Linked DNA regions of Macaca mulatta: region 1 is linked to region 2. A link is a contact called in public Hi-C data. All regions are on one chromosome and are shown on one strand. Each heading gives the region's core, a stretch centred on a gene start, on an enhancer-like site or on the middle of the called end of the contact. The rest is flanking DNA. Distances are from core to core; before and after follow the strand shown. Region 1 holds the start of NCOA3 (nuclear receptor coactivator 3). Region 2 holds the start of ZNF334 (zinc finger protein 334).

Region 1 (6,336 bases), core at 1,318-3,817, 990 kb after region 2:
CAGGTGCAGTTGCTGAGGCAAAAGGCCATACAGGTGTGAGCATTTCATCTTTGGGTTCTCAGCATCTAACACAGTATTTTGTTATTTTTATTTAACACACATATATATATATATGAGATGGAGTCTCACTCTGTCACTCAGGCTGGAGTGCAGTGGTGCAAGCATGGCTCACTGCAGCCTTGACCTCCCCTACTCAGGCAATCCTCCCACCTCAGCCTCCTGAGTAGTTGGGAATACAAGCAGGCGCCACCACACCAAGCTAATTTTAAAATTTTTTGTAGAGACTGGGTCTCTGCATATTGCCAAGGCCCGTCTTGAACTCCTGGGCTCAAGCAATCTCTCAGCCTTCCAAAGTGTTGGGATTACAGGCCTGAGCCACTGTGCCCTGGTGGAAAGGAGATTTTTTTTTTTTTTTGAGACAGAGTTCCACTCTTGTGGCCCAGGCTGGAGTGCAGTGGCATGATCTTGGCTCACTGCAACCTCTGCCTCCTGGGTTCAAGTGATTCTCCTGCCTCAGCCTCCCGAGTAGCTGTGATTACAGGCGCCTGCCACCATACCCGGCTCATTTTTTGTATTTTCAGTAGAGACGGGGTTTCCGCTATGTTGACCAGGCTGGTCTGGAACTCCTGACCTCAGGTGATCCGCCCGCCTCGGCCTCCCAAAGTGCTGGGATTACAGGTGTGAGCCGCCGTGCCAGGCCCGGAAATGAGATATTTTATTTTTAAATTTTTAAATTTTTACTTATTTTATTTTTATTTTTTATTTTTTTTGAGACAGTTTCGCTCTTGTTGCCCAGGCTTGAGTGCAATGGTGCCATCTCGGCTCGTCGCAACCTCTGCCTCCCGTGTTCAAGCGATTCTCTTGCCTCAGCCTCCCGAGTAGCTGGGATTACAGGCATGCGCTACCATGCTCAGCTAATTTTGTATTTTTGGTAGTGACCGGGTTTCTCCATGTTGGTCAGGCTGGTCTCGAACTCCCGACCTCAGGTGATCTGCCTGCCTTGGCCTCCCCAAGTGCTGGGATTACAGGCATGAGTCACTGCTCCTGGCGGAAATGAGATATTTTAAATAACATAAGTAAACAGAAATATATCGTGATTTTAATGGTAATTCATGCTCTGAAAAGGAAGAAAGGAATAGGAGTAGGGAAAGCTGGGATCAGAGTGGGCGGGAAGTTAAATAGAGCAATTAGGGAAAGCCTCACTGAAGAAGTGACATTTGGACAATGACCGTGGGGAGATTAGGGAATGCGTTATTTGAATTTTCTGGGAAAATAGTGTTCTAGGCAGAGGAAATAGCAAGTCCACGATCTTTAAGGCCAGAGTGTTCTAAGCACATTGGAGAGGCCCAAGAAGTCCACTGTAGCTAAATTACAGAAGTGAGTGGAAGAGAAGAAGGTGATGAGTTTAGAGAGAGAAGGGGAGGGCAAGAGACAGGCTGTACGGGGCTTTGCAGGTTACTGCAAGAATTTTGCAGGAGGGACATAAACTGACTTGATTCTTATCAGGATCCCTCTGGCTGCTGTGTTGAGTATAGTCTCTAAGGGGAAAGAGGGAAGCAGGGAGAACACTGAGGAGGCTGCTGCAGCGGTCCAGGTGGGAAATGGTGGTGCTGACCGTGGAGGGGGTAAGTGGTCAGATTATTTTATTTTATTCACACTCAACATATCTAATACTGATTCAATATTATCTAACACACGGTCTACATTGAAATTGCCCCCCAGATTCTTTTTACATAAAAAAATCATCCTGAATCCAATCAAGTCTCACCTATTGCGTTTGGTTTTCACCTCTTTCATGCTGTCATATTTTTAAGACTCCAGGCTTGATGTTTTGTAGAATGTCCCATATTCTGAATTCGTTTATTTTTTCATGGTTAGATTAAGGTTAGCTTTGTGTGTGTGTGTATGTGGCAAGAATACGACAGAGGTAGCAATATGCTTTCCTCACTGCATCATATTAGGAGACACATAACAACAGTCCTGACCCATTTACTGGTGGTGCTAAGTTCCATCACTTGGGTAAGGGGGTGCCTGCCAGATCTCTCCATTTTAAAGCATAAATACGCTGTTCTTTATTGTAAGTCATAAATACGCTGTGGGATGATACTTCGGGACTAAATATACCGTGAATATACTGCTGCCCAACAACATTTCATCCAGCGACTTCAGCAGCTAAGGAACAGCCTCGTGGCTTCCGACCTTGTGCCTCAGTTCGCTCATCTGAAAAATGAGGATGATCATGGTCCCTAAGGGATGCTTGTTTTGAGGATCCGTGCTTGGCATACCAGAAACGCTCCACAAATGTTAGGTATTACTGGACGAAGGCAAATATGAAAAAAATTAAGGGCAGGGCTAGGGCTGCATTCCGGTTCTCCGGATCCCGAGGCAGCTCCCAGTTTCTGCTGGACGAAAGCTGCCAAACGATCCGACGTGGCCACGCCCTCCGCCGCGGAAGCCAGGGTGGGGACGCTGGAACCCTGGGCCGGCCGCGCAAGGCCCCCTGGGACCGGTAGTGCTGGGCGTGGCCTCGGGACTACATATCCCAGTGGCCCCCGCGCGGCGACTTCAGCTGCCGCCTCAGCCCCTCCACAGCGACGGCAGCGGCGGCGGCTGAGTCGGTGGCGGCGGCGGCGGCTGCGGGCTGAGCGGCGAGTTTCCGATTTAAAGCTGAGCTGCGAGGAAAATGGCGGCGGGAGGTGAGTGGAGATAAAGGAGGAGGCGGCGGCAGGCGAGGGCGTGGAGTGCGAGGCGGAGGGAAGAGGGGCGAGTTCCCCAGGATGCCAGAGCCGGCGGCTTCAGATCTGCCGAGACACTGAGGGGCGCGCCGGCCGGGGGACGCACTGAGGTAGTTTCAGGGTGTCGGGGCCGCGCCGCTTCCCCTCAGCTCGGGGGGCGGCCCGCGGCGGTCGATGGGAGACGAGGCTGGGTGGCAGCCGGCTTGAGGATCCGAGGGGGTCCCCGCGCGGAGGGGTCACCCGAGGAGTTTGCGGGGGGACTGCAGGGGCCCACTTTCCCCTTCTGTCCGTAAAGTTTTTTCTTCCTCTTGCCTCCCCCAGCCCTTTTGAAAGCTCCCCGCGTCCTCCTCCTACTGCCCCGGCTCCTTAGCAGCTATTGGGAAGCACGGGAGGGAGAAGCCGCGGGGACCCCCCCCCCCAACCCCAGCCTCCCAGCCGGGTGAGATTTGGTTGCTGTGTTTCCTCCTGCACTTGGGCATTTAAAAAATATTTTAACACGAATTGTCCGCGGAATTTTCTTGTTGGGCTCGGGTAGGTTCTTAGTTTTCTCGGTAAAAAGGCGTTTTACTACCTCTGGTGTGAAGGCTGGGAAATGGCAAGTGGGAAGTTGGTTGATTAAATTTGGGGTTTGTCTGTCTTTATTACTACTTTTTTTTGCTCCCCGTCTCTTATTTTATGAACATCGACTCAGTTCGTCATGGTTTAAATAAACTGCTTGTCTTGTACCTGCCTTAACAAAACTAGCCATGGGTCGTTGGGAGACTTAGTGGCTTCCTAGGCAGTTTGAGGGCATCTAGGGTGGGAAAGTTAACCGAGAGAGCAGCCGTGAGAGAGCGAGCATCTACCTCACTAGCAGGAGTTTGGGATTCCCAAATGGAATGACAGGGAAGCTATGAGATTCTCTCGAAGTCGAAACTTTTTTTTTCCCCCCTCCCGAATGCGAAGACTTCCTTTTTGCAGTATTTGAGCAGGGCTTCAAAACCAACCTGTTTTTGTTATTAAGCCTGTACGGTAAAGAAACAGGAAGGAGAGTACCAGCTGTCTTGCTGCAGTGGTTATAAATGGAGTTGAATGAGACGTGTGAGAGTGGTAGTAGTATTGAGTAAGATTGCTGCATCTCTTTGATTTAAATGCCTGGCCTCGGATCTGCCTGACTGATCCCTGGCTGCAAAAAAGCTTCAGTATTTGTTGCAGCAGGTTGTTGAGAAGGTGATTGGAGGAATAAAAAGCTTAGGTCTTCAGCGAATGCTGCACAAACGAAAATGTTAATGGAAACCTGTAAGTTTGTGAATTGTTTGTTCTTGGAAATATTTTAAATGTATGCTCATTAAGAATACGGTTCTACCGCATGATATCCAATTGGAAAGGTACAAACACACTGAAAAGTGAAATCTGTTTCACGCCAAACCTCCCCTTCTCAGAGGCGAAGACTGTTACTGGCTTTTAGAATATCCTTGGTCTTTGGAATAATTATTTTAAGATTTTCATTTGAAACCACTTCTGTTGGATACCAAAAGCAGGGAAATAAAATGAACAGAAGAAACAGAAAATGTGGGAATACTGTTTTTGCTCTCTTAAAAAAAATGTTGACAGCTATTGGAAAAAGCTCTTCTGAACTTACTCTTTATGTCACCTTATCTATTAATACCGTTAAAGAAATAACAATCTGTGGGGCTTTAGGATAAAGAACTCTGCCAGGGTTCATTGTTTGTATGTAAAATGAAGCCTCTGCTTGTAACATGTAAAATGATATTGAACACTATAGCTCCTGTCACTAGAGGTTGCTTCAGGTTCTGCATTTAAATGAGCAGTAATCTAAATTGCCTGTGATCCTAAATTATAGGGGCATTTTATATATAGATAGAAATGACTTAATTGTCCAATCAGCATTTAAAATAAAAGAGGCATATACCAGCTTTTCCCACATAGAAGATGGGGATTGTGGACTAAGCAGGAGGCTGTAATATTTCTAGAGCAATTATAGGAGATGTTTCTACCGTATTTAACTACAAAGGCTTTGAAAATGTACAACGACTTGAGCATCAATAGCAGTATTTATATTTTTATATTTCAGAATCGTTGTTTTAACAGTTTGCCAACACTAACAATTTGTTAAGGAAATTCAGTGATATTAGAGCTAGGTTGTTAAAGATTATATTAAATAATTTCACTATATTTTGAAAATGATTATGCTGTGCATTTCCTTCTTTGTATACAAATTATTTCTAAAAAGTGCCACCCACCTCCTAAGCAAATAAATTCAAATTCAGTAAGGAGTGAAGTACTGTTGCACCTGGGACCCTTTTTCTAGGCGATATGCAAATAAAAAGTAGTTTAAAAATGGTTGCTTACTAATGTCTTCTTGATGGTCTTTTGAAATAAGGTTTCTTGCAGGGATATAAGAAATAAGGTTTCTTGCAGTTTCTTAAAGATAAAAGCTAAGTGTGGCTTTTCTTTCTTTCTTTCTCTCTTTCTTTTTTTTTTTTTTTTTAATGAATTAAGTTCTTCCTGCTGGGCGCAGTGGCTCAGGCCTGTAATTCCAGCAGTTTGGGAGGCCGAGGCAGGTGGATCACGAGGTCAGGAGTTTGAGACCAGCCTGGCCAATATGGTGAAACCCCGTTACTGCTAAAAATACAAAAATTAGCCGGGCGTGGTGGCAAGCACCTGTAGTCCCAGCTACTCAGGAGGCTGAGGCAGAAGAATGGCTTGAACTGGGAAGGCAGATGTTGCAGTGAGCCGAGATTGAGCCACTGCACTCCAGCCTGGGCGACAGAATGAGACTCTGTCGCAAGAAAAAAAAAAAATTCAGTCTTGTGCATTAACAGTATGATTCTGGAATAATTCCTTTTAACTTGGAGTACTGTAATTGAAAAGTCTTTTAAAAAATAATTTAAAAATAAATTTTTAGTTTGGACAATAGGGTAAGATTTAAAAAACTCTGCTATTATCCTATCCCAAATTGATGGTTAAAATAAATGGCTTTGGGGTTTGTTTTTGCAGGCAGGGATAGTTTTTTTTCTTTTTTGAGATGGAGTTTTGCTCTGTTGCCCAGCCTGGAGTGCAGTGGCATGATCTTGGCTCACTGCAACCTCTGGGTTCAAGCAGTTCTCCTGCCTCAGCCTTCTGAGTAGCTGGGATTACAGGCGTGCGCCCTCACGCCCCGCTATTTTTGTATTTTTAGTAGAGTCAAGGTTTACCATGTTGGCCAGGCTTGTCTCAAACTCCCACCCTCAGGTAATCCACCTGCCTTGGTCTCCCAAATTGCTGAGATTACAGGTGTAAGCCATCACGCCAGCCTGCATTTTTAAAAACTATTTAATTTCACACTTTGGCCAGAGGAGGTAGAGTACTTTTGAAAACTTTTAATTTGTTGCAAGTTTAGAATGCATATAGCGGCCAGTGACTTTTGGTCTACAACAGCAAATTTGTCACAATTTAATACAATTGTTACCCTGTAAAGCTATCTAGGACAAAAAAAAAAAAAAAAAAAAAAACAGGACTTGTTGATCATGATTGAAGAGATTACCTGTACCAGTTTGGTTTGCATCCTTGGTATAAATTTTTTTTTTTTTTTTAGCATTATTGAGCAGTTAAAGCTCTG
Region 2 (6,526 bases), core at 3,834-6,333:
TGGAAACACGATTAAAAGCAGGAAGTGTAAAATTTGGGGCATGTTCAGGAGACTAAATGCAGACCACCATCATTCTTCAGAGGGGCTCAGTGTGGGTGGTCCCTCCCACTGGGGGCATGAAGCACATCTGTGGAGACATTTTTGGCCATCAGGGTTCTGTGGGATGCTGCTGGCATTTGGTGGAGGGAGAGGGAAGGAGGGATGGTAGAGACACTGCAACATGCAATACCTTCTCCTACAGTAGAGAAATGCCCCAAGTCCTGTGTAACTTTCTAATCTTAAATATTCATATAAGTGAAAAATCTGTTTATAATGATCTGAGCCTAGAACCTTATTCCATTTGGCACTTGAACACATAATATTTATATATATATATATATTTTTTATGTATATTAAATTTTCTTCAATGTAATAGTGGGTATATCAAGGACAATTTGTATTTGATTTGAACTGGAACTTTAGGGATTTTCACTCTTGAAAAATATCACAAATGTCAATGTTATGTACAGTATTCAAATCACAACACATCGCTCCTGTATCAGTGAGAACCTGTAACTACATTCATAGAGATTTAACCTAAAAGTAGTCTGTATAAACATCAGACTCCTCTTTTGACTTTTACTATAGTTATATCTGGGCAAGTCTGTATTAAGATACATATCATTTTTAATTACTTTATGTTTTTACTTTTCCTCTATATTCGAGTTCTATCGATTTTTTAAAAATTACACAAGTAGGTTAAATTATCTATAATCTTCAAAACAGGATAAAGGGAGGATGGCGTTTAGTTCGGATTTCTAGAAAACAGAGCCTAAGGCAAGGACTCAGTCTGTATCATTTTATCTGGGAACTCCAAGCCAGGGTAGTGAGGGTGAGGGAAGTAAGGAAGGGAGGAAAGAAAGGATGTAAACAATGAGATATGAGAGACATTAGCATGCTGCCCACCACCTCACTACAAGCCCCAAAGAGGGGCAAGTTTCCTCAGCAGGAGCATGGGGTCAGCACATGGGACACCTCTGGGAGAACCACCAGGAGAAACTAATCTTGAAATAGTGCACAGAAGAGAGAAAGGATGGTGAATTCATCTGCCCACCTCCTTCTCATTTTCCATTTCCCTTCATTCAAGGTTCACCCAGTGAGTTAACCTGCCCACACTTCCAGGTTGCATCATCTGGCTCCACCATCTGGCCCCTCAGGAAGCTGGTACCACACCTTATGGTGTGTGGTTTCATCCAAGTCTAAAAGAGGAGGCAGCCTGGTGTGGGTGGGTGGCATTAACTAAGAGAGATAAAGGAGATGGCTGAATATGGAAGGTTTGCATCCCAATATAGCTCATAAGAAAGTATGTTCTGTAAATAGATATGGGTCTGGCAGAGTTGAGAACCACCTCAGCACAGTTTGAACTGTTGGTGTAATATCTTTCTCTTTCACTAGCATGTGAGCTCCATGAGGACAGAGACAGTATCTCCTTCATTCAAGTTGAATGTAGACCATCTAGCATAGCGTATGACACACAATTGTTGGATCAATATACAGTTGTTGAGTGAAAGGTCCAGAGTGGTAGGAATTAAGAAGAGGCAGGAAACGGTCATGACATAAATAGCCTTACACGTCATACCAAGGATGCTGAACTTGTATTATGTAAGTGGTGTGGAACCTCTTAAGTCATTTCTGTATTAAGACATGATCACGTTGGCATTTTGGAGGAACTGGTCAGTGTGAACAACAGCCTTGAGGTGGGAAGAGGAAGGGGCCAGGCAGACTGCTGAGAAAGCTACTAATATTATGACAACCCACGAGAAACTGAGGCAGGAGAAGGAAGTGAAAGGACAAATTCAAGAAATGTTATTAGCAAGCTCGACAAACAGGTATGGTAGGAGGTGAGGAAAAGGAGAATTAAGATGGACTTCAGGCTGGGCGCAATGGCTCACGCCTGTAATCCCAGCACTTTGGGAGGCTGAGGCGGGCAGATCACAAGGTCAGGAGATCAAGACCATCCTGGCTAACACGGTGAAACCCCGTCTCTACTAAAAATACAAAAAAATTAGCCGGGTGTTGTGGTGGGCGCCTATAGTCCCAGCAACTCAGGAGGCTGAAGCAGGAGAATGGTGTGAACCCAGGAGGCAGAGTTTGCAGTGAGCCGAGATTGCACCACTGCACTCCAGCCTGGGCAATAGAGCGAGACCCCCATCTCAAAAAAAAAAAAAATAGACTTCATTTTCTGGCTTGATGGAAGCAGCACTGATAGGGAATCAAGAAGCAGCAGTACATTGAGCAAGTTGTAAATATTATTTCCATGTTGGATACGAGGACTCCATGTGCCTTCTGGACATCCTTGTAGAGATGTTCAGCAAGAATCTCAAGCTGAGGTTCTCAGAGGCAGAAATATTTCAGAGCATAAAGACTCACAAGTTAAAAACCACAAAGGGCAAGAAAAAAAAATCAGAAAGAATAATGGGCTAACAATGGAATAGCAATGTTCATGAAACAAAAGAGAAGATTGTATAAAAGATATAAAAAAGACATGATTACAGGCTGGGCATGGCAGCTCACACCTATAATCACAGCACTTTGGGAGGCCAAGGTGGGAGGATCACTCGAACCCAGGAGTTCGAGACCAGCCCGGGCAACATAGTGAGACCTCATCTCAATTAAAAAAAAAAAAAAAAAGACATGATTGTAGAGCTACAAAGAGAATCAAGTGAGGGATACCACAGACATTATCAGAGGTGCATATTAGGGAGGGGGCAGTCATACTGTCAAATGCAACAAAGAGTTTGGTAAAGTATGAACTGAAAAATACTCATTGGGTTTGAAAACATTTAGGTTACTGGTAACTTTTTCCAGAACAGATCCATCAGAGTGGTGGGGGCAGACATAAGACTGTATCAAGTGGGTTGAAATGAGACAGGCAAGTGAAGTTTTACCTACAGAATGTTGAATTGTCCCCTCTAGAACTTGTTTTATAAGTACAGCTGCAATAAAGTTATAGGGCATTATTTGAAGAATATTATTCTATTTGTTACAGGTTTTATCCATTTATTCTAGGTCTTATCACTGGATCATAGACATCACAGAGAACCACCTGAATGCTGCCTGTTCGGATGACACTGGATTGGTTCCCTGTAATTACTGTGCTCTGCCTGGGTATAGAAGTCACAGGAAACCCATAGCATTTCTTTCCCAGCTGTTTTTGGCAGAGCTGCCTCTACTTCACTTACTCAAAGATCATCCAAGAAAATTTTTAGATAATTGATGGGAAAACCACACAAAATCCAGTGTAAGGGCTATCTCATATGGTCTGGGCCTTTCTGGAACCATTTGAGTAAGTCTATAGGAATATATGATTTCTGTATATCTATGTCCACTTTTCTAGTACCGATCGAATACTCTGATGCTGAATTTTATACATTTCAGTTTCATCTGCAAACTACTCTAAACCTCTTGAAGTTCACTGTATAATGTGAGAAGTAAATCCCTGAGCAACTTACCTGAAATTTGTTCATTTTCAGGTTCTCTTGAGAAAGGGCCAAGAGTGTTGAAAGCAGAGCTGGGTAAGGAAGAATGGGGAATGGAATGAGCAATCTGGCTCACACAGCAGCTCTACAGCTACCTACAAAGACAGCCACACACCCATTTAAAAACACGGTCCTTTGACCAGTCTGATTCAGGAAGCAACAGCTTGAGGAAACGTTCACTTGTCCATTTATAGTTCTAGAATAGTCACATAGAGCTTTTCTTACTGTCAACAAATGTTTTCTACTGAATTACTGAGAATTTATGCCTCCTTTGAAAAAAACTGAAAACCTCTGAGTCCAATTAATAGAAGACTAGGTCAACCAAAGTTAGTATACACAAAGCCTGGAACACTATTTTGGTATTAAAGTGGATTCTAGGATTAAAAGATTTCTTGGAATAGGAAAATGATATTTTGTCACCTACCTACTTTCCTACTAATGTGTTTAGCCACTTGAGATGAGAGAATCCAGAGAGAATGAATGAAAGTGTTTAAGGTGTTTGTCTTTTTGACAGTTTGGTCTTCCTTAGCTGCAGTTTCACAAGAGGACCTTTTACTAAGAAACTTCTTGTGGTAGGTAACTTAAATGTGGTAGATGACAAAGCCCTGACGGTTACTCAAAGGACCAGAATTCAGTTATTGGCTCTGTCGCTAGCAAACTGCATTACTGAATAAAATCTTTACGAAGTCGTAATTTTAAAATAAGATAAATTGGTTTTTAGTCTTTCCTTTACCCCATTGTGTAGCTCTGTAAGGGGTAAACTCAGTAAATCCCACGTGAGGTGATGAACATGGTTGGTGCAGCTCAGAATAAACAGAGGATGGAGATGGTAGGGAATGACATGTATGTGTTTAGGAAGTGATGAAGAGATCATTTCCTTATTTATAACTAGTACGCCTTCCTTCCAACCCAGGACTCTCGCAGATACCTCCAGTGAAGTGTCTTTTCCTGTCAAATCTGGACCCTGCCCATTCCAGCTCACATCCTTCTTCCGAAACGTGATATGAACTTTGCTGAGCTATAGTAATCAATGGTTGCAGGACTAAGTGCATCAGCAGAAGTTCTGGAAAGAGGCTCTGGCTACTTGGACGCGCAAACCTTTCACTTTCACTCTGGCTACTTGGATGCGCAAACCTTTCACTTCTTCAGGCAAATCAGGGCCCTAGAGAGAGCCCGCCCCGTGGCCTGCAGGTCAGGAGCCCAATCCTGTCCTAGCTGCCTCGCCTCGCCTCCCGACAACAGGAAACCCTCCCTCCAAAGACAGGGAGAGCGCGCGTCCACCCTCCGCTGACCCGAGGACAGCTCCGCCCGGCCCCACCGTTCCCTCCGACGCCCGAGTGCTCGGAGCTCGCCGCCAGCCCTTCCTATAGGTTGTGGGTGCACCCGCTTCGCCTGCAGTTCGCACCAGGTCCAAGTCACGGCGGGACCAGGTATTCACGGGCTGAAAGACCCTCACCCGGAAGAGTCTGTCGAACCGGAAGCGCGTCCGGGTGAAAAACAGGAACAGCACATGCGCAGAAAGGCCCCCGGGCCGCCTTTCCCGGGGCTCTCCCGAGGCCCGCGCCGGCTTTCCGGACCACAGTCCCCAGAAGGCGTCGCGGCCGCCGCCCTACCCTGAAGGATCTTTGAAGAGCTTATGCTTTAACTACAGAACTTGGGTGACTGCTGTGAATCACCAATACGAAAAGTAAAGTTTCATATCCGTTTCACCGAAGGCTGTAGATGAGAAAGGAAAATTATGCGAAATGAAAATGACTGCGAAAGATACTCCAGCGGAATGTTAAGGGAATAATACTAACGACCTGCAGAAAATTTCTCGCCAACAGTATACAAAATCGTTGCTGGCTTTCAATACGTGAAAGTTGAAGATAAATCAGAATATCTCTGAAGAAAACGATCTATTAGCTGTAACCCCAATTCCCAGAGATACCTGAGTTTAACATTAGGTGCACATTCTTCTGACAGTTTTACAAAGAGGAACTCATATGGGTCTAATAATAATATTATATGGGTCTAATATTTTTAAAATTAGCAATATAGTTAATATACTTTAATATCACGAATCATCTCATATTCATTGTAATATAGAAAATAGTTTTACATCCACAAGGAAAATACATACAATCATGCATGGTTTAACGATGGGGATACGCTCTGAGCAATGTGTCTTTAGGCAATCTCATCTTTGTGTGAACATCATGGAGGGTTCTTACACAAATCTAGACGATATAGTCTACTACACACCTAGGCTGTATGGTATAGCCTTTTTCTCCTAGGCTGCAGACCTGTGTGGCATGTTACTGTCCTGAATACCGTATGCAATGGTAACACAATGGTATTTGTGTGTGTAAACATACCTAAACATAGGAAAGGTACAGTAAACGTACAGTATTATAAACTTGTGAGACCACAGTTGTATATGCAGTACATCATTGACTGGAACATTCTTATGTTATGCATGACTGTATATGAATTGTATACACATTGAATAAATAGAATTTTATAAAACTTTACTCATTGGAAGGCATGAAAATTTCTGACAAAGTTATGATGTATTCAATTTCAGAAAAGAACAGTTAGCGACTGGTGGTAGCTAGTCTTCAAAGATGGCCCCCCAATGAACTAAACTTCCCAGTATTCCAGGCTTGTATATTTCCCTCCCACACTGATTTTGGCTGACTCTGTGATTCTCTTTAACCAAAAGAATGCGTCAGAAGTGACACTGTGCCACTTCCAGAAAATAAGCCATACATAGTCCTGGAAGCTTCAGCTTTGCTCTTTGAAGAGTCCTTAGACACTAAGACATGCAGCTAACCTGTTAGACCAAATGGAGAAACCAAGAAAAGTAGGAAGTGAGAGGCCCTGAGACCACATGGAAAAGGAGACGCCCATCTTTCCTAACAATGCAGCTATCCCAGCCTTCCAGTCATCCTTGCCTAGAGACATAAGACATATGAGTGAACATTCCAGGCCAGTGAAGTTCCTAGATGACTTCAGCTCCAGATGAA

What was found. A called contact is a pair of places that touch in the nucleus more often than the background predicts.
Region 1: a contact with region 2 is called in a Hi-C map of liver, with 11 times the contacts expected there. The contact joins the promoter of NCOA3 here to the promoter of ZNF334 in region 2. A contact is called at or near these places in 2 of 14 Hi-C or Micro-C datasets (cortical neurons and liver).

What each region holds. Positions count from the first base shown.
Region 1 is chr10:100,316,224-100,322,559 of T2T-MMU8v2.0, forward strand. NCOA3 (nuclear receptor coactivator 3) reads left to right here and starts at 2,568. Exons shown (of 23, transcript XM_015148801.3): 1 at 2,568-2,696.
Region 2 is chr10:99,325,369-99,331,894 of T2T-MMU8v2.0, forward strand. It overlaps ZNF334 (zinc finger protein 334), which reads right to left and starts at 5,084. Exons shown (of 11, transcript XR_013400014.1): 1 at 4,975-5,084; 2 at 3,492-3,550.